2 separate regions of the Mus musculus genome follow, and region 2 is linked to region 1. Evidence: chromatin contacts called from public Hi-C data. All regions are on one chromosome and are shown on one strand. The core of a region is the stretch at or near the end of the contact, and the rest is flanking DNA. Distances in the headings are between cores, read along the strand shown.

Evidence for each region. A called contact is a pair of places that touch in the nucleus more often than the background predicts.
Region 2: a contact with region 1 is called in a Hi-C map of forebrain, with 4 times the contacts expected there. The contact joins two enhancer-like sites. A contact is called at or near these places in 2 of 484 Hi-C or Micro-C datasets (dorsal root ganglion neurons and forebrain), 2 of 115 datasets of contacts at active chromatin or transcription factors (embryonic stem cells and stem cell-derived neural progenitor cells) and 4 of 9 other capture datasets (adipose tissue, embryonic stem cells, liver and 1 more).

Annotation. Positions count from the first base shown.
Region 1 is chr4:70,255,710-70,261,828 of GRCm38.p6, forward strand. Cdk5rap2 (CDK5 regulatory subunit associated protein 2) reads right to left here. Exons shown (of 37, transcript NM_145990.4): 26 at 1,626-1,674. Among named protein-coding and RNA genes, the nearest start is that of Cdk5rap2, 150 kb to the right of the region's middle. Within about 2 kb of position 3,567, at least 41 of the 459 cell types and tissues checked have an H3K27ac peak or open chromatin away from gene starts, as enhancers often do. A contact at or near this core is called in forebrain, where this site is marked.
Region 2 is chr4:70,334,364-70,341,013 of GRCm38.p6, forward strand. Cdk5rap2 (CDK5 regulatory subunit associated protein 2) reads right to left here. Exons shown (of 37, transcript NM_145990.4): 12 at 2,978-3,196. Among named protein-coding and RNA genes, the nearest start is that of Cdk5rap2, 73 kb to the right of the region's middle. Within about 2 kb of position 1,603, at least 27 of the 459 cell types and tissues checked have an H3K27ac peak or open chromatin away from gene starts, as enhancers often do. A contact at or near this core is called in forebrain, where this site is marked.

The DNA of each region.
Region 1 (6,119 bases), core at 2,317-4,816:
GGACTCTGAAGCCGCAGTGCGTCCAGTAAGAGGTAAACACCAGTGCAGCTGCACCCAGACAGAGTGATGGATGCAGGGCTTGCTGCTGACTTGCAAATGGACAGCAGGACAAAGGGTACCTACTTCATTAGCTCACGAATGGCCCGAGTGCTGAGTCTACAGCTGAAAATGGTGGAGCAGGAGGAGAAGAAAAGCTGCCAGAGATGGAAAGGAGAAACACCTGGCTGAAGAGGACAGAAAGGTTCCTTGCCTCCCTTCTGCTAAAGTTTCATCCTTACTTCCCTAACTTCAGAAGCCCCCAATAGTCCTGTAGAAGAGTGTTGGGCTGAGAATTCCTAACACAGCTTCTGCGGATCACTTGGTGGTCCCAGCTTGTCCCTCCAGCCATGTCTCCTTTGCATCTGCCATAGACATAATCTAGGGAGGTCCTAGCTCCTCCGCTGGTTTGATTTTTCAGACCCCTTGATTAGGTGGGACCAGTGCCACTCAATGAAGCATGCCTTTCCATCTCCACAGCTGCCAGCAGGATATGAAATAAATATGGATGTATAGATTGAACTAGGAGGGATCTTTGGTGATACTGCAGAGGGAAGAATGTTTCTTTTATGACTATAGAAGTCTTGAGAGGGACACCCCACTTCCTGCTCTCTGTATCCATGTATCTCTGTATCTCTATGCTTCTGCATCCAGACTATCCATTTCTTCATTTCACCCCAAGGACTCCCAATGGACACACATATGAAAGAAGGTGTTTCACAGCGTTTGGAGCAGCGAAATGTTTGGACAGAAGTAGGCAAGTCCTCAGAACAGACAGGTGGCCAAAAGAAAGTATACAATCCATGTTTCATCCTTATCCTTAAATGGCGGCACAGAAAACCAGGTGCCAGAGCAAGAAAGACTTAAGGTCTAGTCCTAGCTCGGCCACTCAATTGCTGATGTGTAGCTCTGACCCACAGGCTCCTCATTCTGAATAGCAAATGGAAATGCTTGCCTTGTGGCCTTAGAAGCAACAAGGGTAATTTCCAGTTGGTGCTAGATATAGCTGTCTTTGAAGAGGGGTGAGCCAAATGGGAAAGTAGTGCAAACCACAGTTAAGTGCCTCATGTAACTATGTCAAGTGACAGGGCAAGAACAGCTGATCTTGAAACAGAGAGAAACATGGTGTTGGCGAGATGTGTGGTCATTTCTGCTCCAAGGAATGGCTTTCCTACTGCTCGGTGGCAGAGTACCGAGCTATGCAGAGCCGTAGTCAGGAGAATAAGGAGCCATGGGGGAGGAAGAAGGTAGGAGGTTGAAGGAAAGGGAAATAAAACAAATCAGCTGACATGTGTAAGTGCCAGGCTTAGGACAGTGGAACCATCAGTCACCTACAGGAAGATCTGCTTGCAGTCACTGACAGAAATACCACACACAAGTCACCTGAGCCTGAGGTGAAGCTGCAGGATCTACAGTGGTGCATGCTGCTTGTTTGGTGTGTGGCCACGGTTGGTCCTGTGGGTATTGGTGCCTTGTTTACAAGAAGCAGCAACGTTACAGAAAGAAAGGGAGCTTTAAGTTAAAAGGACTTGCAGGAAATCCGAGGGTGGACAGTCCTGGGGTTTTCTTAGCAGCTGCTACACACTCACCCCTTGAGCAGTTCATTCTGGGGATGTGGTTCCACTCTGGCTGATTTTCCTGGAAGCAGAGAGAACATCAGAGGATGAAAACAGTTTTCAAAACGGTTTGCTGGCACTTCCTTGTCCAGGTATTTGCAGAGCCATGGACCTGTCAGTTTCAGCTGAGTTTACTCATACTAGCTCCTCAGGAACTGGGTCCAGATAACTGGACTCAACTTAGGAAGCGGCCACAACGGTCTCTCTGAATGCTGCTCCTTCCACTCTCTAAACACGGTAACAGCAGGGCCTAGCTGCAAAGGCCTGTCATCCTAGCTATTTAGGAGACCAAGGCAGGAGGGTCCTAAATTCAAGTTGGTTCAAGCAACTTAGTAAGACTGTTTCATAATAATAATAATAATAATAATAATAAAAAGCACAAGATATGCTACTAGATCTAAGGAAACAGCTTAGTCAGTAAAGTGCCATACAAGCGTTAGGACCAGAGTTTGCTCCCTAGCACCTACTAATATATATTTGTATGTATATGTGTGTGTGTGTGTGCATATATATATATATGTATATATATATACATATATATATATATATACATATATATATATATATGCAGCAGCTTATGTCTAGAATTCCAGCCCTGGAGAGAGGGAGACAGAAGATCCCCAGGCCGTCTTCTTGGACAGGCAGTCTAGAAAAACCAGTCATCTCCAAGTTGAATGATACGGAAGATAGGGAAGACATGTAACATCAACCTCTGTCCTCTACTCCAGCAGCCCCTACCTTACACTTACACATACATACACACACACACACGCGCGCGCGCGCACACACACGCACCTGCACAAACACATGTATACACACATGAGCAGGTACATACACAGATACAAAATTTTTATAGGAGGGCTAGAGAGCGACTGTAGTGGTGCACAGGTTAGTGGTACGGTACAGCACAGGTGAAGTTCTGGGTTCCATCCCTAGTACCATAGAACATAACACAAATATCCTGTGGCACTAGAAAAATATATGCTCACCATGGGGAGTGAGCAATAGAATTATAAAGCCTCCTCTTCCCGCCCCTCCCCCGAGCTGGCACGCTCTTGAACTGCCTTCTGTTCTCTCCTCCAGGCATGTGGGCAGAGATGATGCTGACTTCATTTTTGCACAACCCATTTTAGTATATGCATTTCTCCTACTAAGTTTGCTTTAGAGACCTCCATTGTGAAGATCATGCTAACATTCTATGGCAGGAACACGTGGACTGTATCTTGCAGTTCCCTAGTGGGTATTTAGGTCATCTCCAAATTTTCATTTTAGTAAATAAATGACACAAATATATCTGTGCACACGGCTTTATCTGCATTTAAATTATTTCCCTAGGAAAGACGCTCAGAACTGGGATTAGTGGGGAAAGCAGTATTGAAAAGTGCAGTTGAGTGCAGTTGAAAAGGCCACTGTCGACAGCAGGGGAAATGACTAACAGAAACAACAAAAGAAAACAAAAATAAAGCACAGGATGCTGTTGGGAGAAAGACGCTGTGCTCTGTTCTTGCGTGTCATCGTTTGAAAGGATGCACAGGCCCAGATTTCAAAGCAACTAACAACTTTATTTTAAAAATACTTCAAAACTCTGGAAATTGCAGACCAGGATGAGCTCTTTGAAGAAACTGATGCATGGCTAAAGAAGAAGATAAAAAAGCCCTTCTTTCGTTGCCTTGAAAAAGGAGACTATAATTAGACTGTCCCCACAGTGCTCTAAACTCCCAAAGGAAAAGTCCCAAAACATCCCCGGTAAGGAAAAAGAACACCAGAGCGAGTGGGTTTGTTTCTCATCGGGATTCAGCTTACAGTTCTCACAGGGGGGCCTGCGTGGCAGGCAGGCTCCATCTCTACCCCGGCAGGTCACCACATACCTGCTACTGTACAGCACTGTTACCCTCAGAAAAAAAGACGCATGGACCCAGTGTGGAGGCAGCAGCCCTGAGCACAATGACTTTAGAATGGACTCTCCGCCTTGGGTTCACTATAATCCTACAGTACCAACACTTGCTTCCACTTTACAGCAGGAAGGGCAAGCCCGAGGCTCTGCGCTCTATTCTCACCTTACTGCAGGCTACAGCTCAGAAGCGAGCAGGGTCATGGCAGGTACAGTCAACACTCTATGCCTGGATTTTCTTGGTCATATCTTTCCCATACTAGGGAGACTCTGTGGCTTCCAGAGGTTGGCTGTCGACCAGCCTGGTAGATGCTCTCACGTCTCTAGTGCGTGTCTATGTGTGACTTCTGTACAACTCGTCAAAAGGAGGAAGTCATAGTGACTAAGCCAGATCTCAAAGCCCCAGAGTGAAGGATGGTCCCTAATGGGTCAGGCACCTATCTTCTGAAGGAACAGCCTAGTTGGCACTGGGGCTGCTCACCAGCCTTCAGCTGATGAAAAGCCTCCAACCTCAGACCTCAAGACAGGCCACCAGCCAAGCCTTGCCACCAGCTAGAAGCTACATAAGTACCGCCAAGCAAACACAAGATGGCAGCCTGCTCCATGGGGATCACTGTACACTGAGAGTCATTTCCTTCAGGCACATAGCAGATGTCTTTGGTCTGGGATAGCTGTAAGCATCCTGAGCCTCCCAATCATGAGTACATCTTAAAACCATCAAAGATCTGGACTCATGCCCACAGAAGCAAGTGTCTCAGTGCCACCAACAGAGTGAGCTCTCTCACTGTTAAATAAAAGATCTTTTGAGTAGCTTGTATTACATCCATCCATTCCTCTATCACAATAGGGTCCTTTTAAAGTGAAGTGACAAATGGCCGTCATTTGGGGATTCATGAGGGGATCGTAACCACTGATAAACTGAGTTTCTTGGTGGAAACTGCCTCCACATAGGTGGCAGGAGACCATCTGTCAGCTATGGCAGGAGCTTGGGATGCACAGCATGAAAGCACTGTTTCCAGCTCTCTGGCAAACCTAAGAACTGTGAGCTCATGCAGTGAGGGAGTATCATGTTTTAAAACAGACATCAAAAAAAAAAAAAAAAAAAAAAAAAAAACCCAGCTTTCCCTTTCTTGGGTGACAAACAAGAAGACCACAGTGAGAATGTGACTTGTGAATGGCTAACCAGACTGTCGCTTGCTGCTCTTCAGAAGCCTCTTTTGGCACACAATTTCTCACCACGACTCGACATGATCCCCGTACTCAAACCCAAGTTCCTGGTGTCTCCAACTCCAGGCCATTCTTCTTCTCTCCTTTCGACCACGGCTCCTCTCAGGAGCCTGGCACACACCGAGGATAGAAGGGTGGATGCAGAGCTGTCCGGTCTGTCCTCGGTGAGCTCACCTCCAAGGAGACAGTTACAGGGTGTGGGGATGAGGGACAGTGTGGTAGCGGTGAAGGCAAACACAGTCCAGTATCAGCCAGAGGGGAAATTAGAGGTGGGGGATGGAGGGAGCTTTGTGCCTCTCCCCTCCGCCCCAAGGTTCATTTGTTTGCTTTTAAGGCAAAAATCTTCTATGTATCCCAAGCCAGCCATACACCCACAATCTTCTTCCTCAGCCCTGCTTGGGATGATAAACCTGTGCTACCATGCCAGGCATCTGGGCTTCATCTCTGAAGCAAAAACCATTCTATACAGAGGAGGTGATTCCATGGTGACAGGAGTCAGACCCTTTGTTTAACAGCCTGGGACACTGTTATCATCCATCCCTCCTCTCCTCTCCCCTCCCCTCCCCTCCCCTCCCCTCTCCTCCTCTCCCCTCCCCTCCCCTCCCCTCCCCTCCCCTCCCTCCTTCCCTTCCTCCCTTTTGTCTGAAGTTTTCCCTCTTCTCCCAGTCCTTCCCTTCATGGATCTCCCCTCTACCCTACCTCCCAATCCTCTCTTCCTCGATTTCTCTTCAGAAAAGGGCAGACCTCTCATGGATACCAACCATGGCAATATCAAGTTACAGACAGACCAGGTACCTCTTGCAATGCTTGCTGTCACTTCCCAAATGCTGTATGTTTCCAAGGGCAACACGAGACACTTAAAATAAGCTCACTTAATCCTTACAAACAACTCTGCTAAGGTAGGTGCTGCTACTTCCATAGAAGACATATGACCTTTGAAGTCGAATGACCCATAAACCAGGGTATTAACTCCAATATCTGACTCCAAAGGCCACTCTAGCTTCCCTCTGATAGCCTATACCACAAAGTCAGACTGACATGTGTGAGTTGCAGATAACCCAGAGTGAAGTACAGGAACAAGCTCTCTCTTCTATGGGGTGAACAGAGAGAGCTTTGAGAGGAGCGATACAATTTCTATAGAGAGTGAGTACAGCCTGGGTAGAAAGGCACTGGTCTGAGCAGTCAGAGAACGGGAAACGTGACAGGAACCTTTGGTCTCCACATCCAGCCTGACTCGAATGAGACAGGGACACAGATATCGAAGTGGTCTGAACCGGCTGTGAAAGAAAACCTCCAATTCGGACTCTGCCATCTCCTGTGTGACCTCTCATGCTCCTCACATGTATAGT
Region 2 (6,650 bases), core at 353-2,852, 77 kb after region 1:
GCCCAGAAACTGGGATTTGCAAGGACACAGCATCCTACTTAGTTCTCTTAAACTGTATATTATGCTACAAGGACATCAGCTCAAAGCATTTCGCATCTGATTTATTAAAAAAAAAAAAAAAAGACAAGAGACATTTTGAGCTCTGTAAAAGCATCCCTTCTTGGAGCTGTGGTCTTAAACCTAACGCATTATTCCAAGACACTGTCACCAACTGCTGTGTATTGGCTGAGGTTCTCAAGGTGTACTAAATGCTCTCCCAATTCCATTTTGGGCTACCTATAAATAAGTACCGAGGATTTAGAGGGAATCTGGTTGAACTACCCCAAAATTAAATCTATTCCTGGTAGATAATGCAGAATTTTGCCACCTGGGTGATAGTAACAACTTTAATTAGACTTTTGGCTTAGAGCCAGCAAATGTATCCCACAGAGCTAAGTGCCCAGGTGAAGCGCACACTTGTCAGGGCAGCAGATGACAGGTCCTATGACAGATGCAAGTATTGTTAGACAGCCCAGGGACTATAGCTCAGCCACAGTCCAACAGAGGCCACTATACAAAAAAAAAAAAAAAAAAAACAACGTAACTTACTCTTGTCCCACACCTGCTTGGGGTAAAACTGAGAGTCTGAGCCAGAGACATCAAATCTGAGCTCTCTCACATCCTTCACCACATACATACATACATGCATACACACACACACACACACACACACACACACACACACACACACAGAGTAGGTGGGGTAAGGGTTAGTCTTAAGTCTCTGGGCCAAACCGGGCATTTATATCAGGATGGAAGAACAATAAAGGTCAAAGTCACCTCCCGGTCACAGCCTACAGAGCTCACTGTAACTGCCACAGTCAGGATGCTAAGCTGGGAACGCTTGCTTCTGCTTCCTTAGGAAAGTCTTCTGACTTTGCTTTAAGTGATACGGGTCCCTCTGGGGGCCAGGAGGCATATGTCAGGATACAGAAGATCTATCTGCCACCTTCAATACTTGGCCTCCCTCTCTGTTAGATCCCCACAGTAAAATTAAAGCCGGTATTCACCAAAGCCTGCCCAATGCAAGCACTCGATAAATGTGTGTGGAATAAACAAAAGTACAAATTATAGCATGTGCTAAGTCAACTGGCACATTGTCTGTAATCAGAGAGATTAAAACCAACATGAGAGCTGACTCTCATGGGCCAACTTCTCATGCACTCGCAGAGTCAGGCCCAGAGAGTCCACTGGTCTCTGATCCAAATCGCTTCTACTAAAGGCATTGTCTCTCCACACACAATGAGCCAGAAAATGAATGCTCCTGGCGTGGGTGTCTGAGAGAGGGTGCGAGCGTTGGCTTGCTATCAGCATTCAGGGAATGTCAAACACATTAAGTCTGTTTGCTATGGGTCCTCTGTGTGGACTATAAGTTGGGGCTCATGTAAAAACAGCGCTGTAGTATTTCCAACTTATTTTCACGTTCAAGAGAACAAAACAACGAGAAACAGCTAGATCCAGTCCCAGCAACTCAAAACCTCAATCCTTACAAGCCCACTGGCTTGAGCAGCATCGATCTGACTTGCACAGAGCTGCTTTGACTGAATGGACTATTGTTGAAGACTCTGTAACTGTTCAGTTTTCTTTATAAAAACCCACCAGACACAACTCTTCCCTTGGGCCTCAGTACCAGCTGAAGCCGGCCTTTTATCTTAAGATGTCCGTCTCTCAAACACTGGAGACCCTGAACCTCAATTCTTTTTCCCTTGCTGCCAGAACTGCCAGCAGAATCTTAAGTCCCCCTCTTCTGCACCACAGAGGATACCACAAAATGTTTACCATCTTTGCTATGGTTCCAAAGCCCTTGCCCTCTTTTCCTTTGAAATCCTGATGTCTTTACCATTATTCCTAAGCTCATTAAATTGTATAACTTTATATAAACTGCAACACATGTTTGAGAAACACTGAGAAGAACAAATTACTTTTTAAAGCTTCAAATAACCAGAATATTGTAGACTGGTCTTCTTGAGAATACTTTATTCTGGTCTATAGAAAACACAGATTATAAAAATCTCTCTGCCAAATGCACCATATCCCTACCTACTACTGGTTTGCCAGCACAACAAAATAGCATCTTAGGCAAAGTTCTAAAATTATAGACCAGATACCTGACACCTGCATATCTCTGTCTAGGTGACCATAAGCAAGCCATTTAAATTATGAAGCTCAGTTAATCTGTAAATTAGAGTAACTTTCTCTGGGCCCAAACATGTGGATGTGGCCACATATGAAGCTGCTGGCTGCTTTACAAGTGGCAGGTATGCTCTGCAGCTAAGGAGCAGGTCTGCATGCTGCCATCAATCCTACCATCAGTTTCTGTTATCTAAGAGGATTTGCAGAGTGAACTAAATGTAGACAGAGAACAAGGCCTGAGGTTTGAATATTTTTCTTTCCAATATTCTTTTCCAGTCTATAAAACACAGTAAAACCTGAGAGTGTACAGGAAAGATATAACACTGGATATGACTGTCTTCAGAGTAAGGCTTGACTCTACAAGGCCAGCCCTAGAATGATATCAAGGCCACCAAAGAACTGCAAAAGTTAAGCGCCAAAATCCAACCATCCACTCAATAAAGGGGTTCTTCAACGAAGGCACAGGTCACCAAATGCATAAGAAAGTGTTCAACATTCTTAGCTACCAGGGAAATACAAATTAAAACTGCTCCAAGAACTCACTGCATCCTAGTCAAAATGGTTAACATAAAAACAAAAACAAAACCATTAATAACATAAGAAATGCTGGCAAGGATTCAGGGAAAGAAATACCTTATTCCCTGCTGTGGAAATATAAACATGTGCAACCACTATGGGCATCAGTATGAAGGATCCTAAAAAACTGAAAAGAGAACTATCCTGATTCAGCTCCCTGTGAGAAGAAAGCATCGCTGGCCCCACCCGATGCACCCCTCACAATGTCAGGAGAGCAGGAGGCACTCACGTGAATGGTTCGGGCTCCTCTGTTCCCCTCTTGGTGGGCTTCCTCCAGGGCCTGCTCTAGTCTCAACTTCTCCTTCTTCAAGTCATTCAACTCCTGGGTGACCTTTTTAACATTCCTGAGCAACCTATGGTTCTCAGTGCTCTTTGTGACATTTTCTGAGTGTAGCTTGGCCAATAGGGCTTCCTTCTCTACCAGCGCAGCTTCACAGTCCTCAGACCCCTAGGAGAGAGGGAGAGCAGAGGGACCTGGTTTCCCATGTCAGAAACAAACCAAGACTGTTTTGCCTACCAGGCAGGGAGGAAGAAAAATGGGCACCATTCAGTACCCAGAGCCCAAGGAGCAGCATTTTGGAAAACTACAGGACAAAGTGTAGGTTGTGGTCCTGTTGGCAAGAGTGGTCCACAGTGCTGTCAAAGAAATACAAGAGGGAAAAGCACAAACTTTTAACAAAACTAAATAACTTCAATGCAAAGAGAGTATAGCTGACTTTTCCGTTTGTCTGGATTTTCTAATACTTTAAGGTAATTAAGTAACTTTAAAGGGGTCACTTGCCTAACGTGTGAATCCCTGAGTTCAAGCTCTGATGTCATAATCAGCCAACCAATAGTAATCAGAAAATGAAATGAAGATGGCAGGCAGTGGTGAATCCCAGCACCATCAATATTCTTCTTTGTTAGTATGACTGACACCTGTCGCAGGATTTTCCCTGTCCAATTACAGTAAGGCAGCAAGGGGCCTGTCACTGGACAGGGAAAAGGTAAGCGGGGCTAAGAGTTGCAGAGACAGAGAGCGTCTCAGGGGAGAAGGAGATAGTCCAACATGGAGGCGGATGTGAACCAGCGTGGCTTTAACCAGCCACAGGTAGCTATGATATAAGGTTAGAATAATTAGGATAAAGCTTTTATCATTATCAACTGGTTCTGCAATTATTGTATTGACATCTTGTAAATTGAGAATTTATTGATAATAAATCTGATTGGTGAATTATAAGCTTCTAAGGTCTTGTTTTTACTGGGTAAATGGGCATTGTGATGGCTGATCATGCTGGGGTTAGCTAGAGTTGCCAGGGGCAGGAGCACAGGAAGCCTGTCGTTGGCGGGCAGAGAGCAACTGGAGCGCAGAAAGTTAACATTTTCTTTCTTACTATTTCCCGAACACACACCCAGAGTGTATGCAGAAAAAGGAGACAGCTGTCAACATGGCAGTCAAAGTCTACTTTTGAATGATTCTACTGTCATCAGAGTTCAAGGACTAAATGCATCAAAATACTTTATTTCATTAAATACAATTCACCTGAGAAAATATTTATGTAATACACAAAAAAAATGAACAAAATGTTCTACACCACCAACAATAAGAAGAATGAATTGAAGTTCTCAGTTACAAAGTATGCTTGTTTAAATGGGATTATCTGGTGTTAGTCAGCTTGTTTTGAAATGATACTCTTCCTTAGTAACTCTGTAAGAACCAAGAAATATATAAGGGAATGCAAATTAACACGGTGCATATACCTGGAAACAAGAGAAACTGGTATCAGTGTCAATGGAAATGCTTAAATAAACTCAAGCAAAGGCCAACAATGCCTGGAAAATGTTCATCATCAACAAGAGGTTAAACCATGCCCATAAGTAACTGATGCTCAGGGCTGCAATATGACTAGTCTGTCATCAGACTGCCCATAATTAAACCTGGAATTCGAAGGATTTCCAGCCTGTGTGCTTCCCTGGCACAGCACCACTTACCCACACCAGGGAAGACTCTAATTAACACCAAGAAGCTGGCAAGAATGAAAAGAAGACAACTAAATTCAAAGGGGATGCTAGAGATAGCCATCAGTTAGGGGCTTGTTGAACATAGTTATTGTTCACAGTTACCAAGTGCTGAAAAGAAGTTCTGCCGGATTGTTGCATGAATACTGATGGCAAAGCCTCCTTAAAAATCTAACCTCAAAGAACTCAAACACACACACACAATTCATTTCATAAAAACACTTTCCATATTAAATTTTCCTTAAATGGCCCTTTGAAAAACTTCCCTAGAGTGCTCTTTACCTTTTCCTGAATGATGCCCAAGTGGCAAATATTTGGCCCAATTACACATGGCCAGAAACTAAAGGCCAAATAGAAAATTAAGCAAATTATTCTTGCTCACTATAAAAGGATCCAAATGCCCTAGACCAGTTTTAGCTATGTGACTTGGGAGATGTTAGCTTGGAACACTGAATAAAGAGATGCTGCAACATATATGTGAGCCGGCAATTATTTCAAAATGAAAATTTAAAAGTCTGAGGGAATCTCCGCTATGCTCCCATGGTCAGAATGTTAAAAAAAGTTTTCTAGAACATGAAATATACAACGGCCCTGCACACATCTGAAGTCCCAGATACTTAAGGGGTCAAGGCAGGAGCCTAGGAGTTTGGGGCCAGCCTGGTTGTGGTGGAGAAATGACGACGGTCCCCCAAAGGTTCATAGGTAGTAATATTGTTTAAAAGGTATGTCGCCTTGTTGGAGGAAGTGTCACTGGGGGTGGACTTTGAGGTTTCAAGTGCTTAGGCCAGGCTCAGTGGCTCAGTCTCTGTGCCTGTGCCTGCCCATCAAGATTCAGAACTCTCGGCTACCTCTCCAGAACCATGTCGTCTTCCTGTCATGATGATAACGAGCTAAACCTGTAAACCAGCACCAGCTTAATGTTTCTGCCTGTTTAAGAGTTGCTGTGGTCATGTTTTCTCTTCAAAGCAATAGCAACCCTAAGACACCGAGTAGCACACACGAACTCCAATCTCGTTTATAAAAAGAGAGAGAGGGAACTCGAGCCCCGGGCTTCCTTGCCAGCAGAGTCTTGCCCAACACCCACAAGGGCCCACACGGGACTCCCCACGGGATCCTAAGACCTCTGGTGAGTGGAACACAGCGCCTGCCCCAATCCAATCTCGCGGAACTTGAGACTGCGGTACATAGGGAAGCAGGCTACCCGGGCCTGATCTGGGGCACAAGTCCCTTCTGCTCCACTCGAGCCCCGGGCTACCTTGCCAGCTGAGTCGCCTGACACCCGCAAGGGCCCACACAGGATTCCACACGTGATCCTAAGACCTCTACTGAGTGGAACACAACTTCTGCCAGGAGTCTGGTTCGAACACCAGATATCTGGGTACCTGCCTTGCAAGAAGAGAGCTTGCCTGCAGAGAATACTCTGCCCACTGAAACTAAGGAGAGTGCTACCATCCAGGTCTGCTCATAGAGGCTAACAGAGTCACCTGAAGAACAAGCTCTTAACAGTGACAACTAAAACAGCTAGCTTCAGAGATTACCAGATGGCGAAAGGCAAACGTAAGAATCCTACTAACAGAAATCAAGACCACTCACCATCATCAGAACGCAGCACTCCCACCCCACCTAGTCCTGGGCACCCCAACACAACCGAAAATCTAGACCCAGATTTAAAAACATTTCTCATGATGATGATAGAGGACATCAAGAAGGACTTTCATAAGTCACTTAAAGAATTACAGGAGAGCACTGCTAAAGAGTTACAGGCCCTTAAAGAAAAGCAGGAAAACACAGCCAAACAGGTAGAAATCATTAAAGAAAAACAGGAAAACACATCCAAACAGGTGATGGAAATGAACAAAACCATACTAGAACTAAAAGGGGAAGTAGACACAATAAAGAAAACC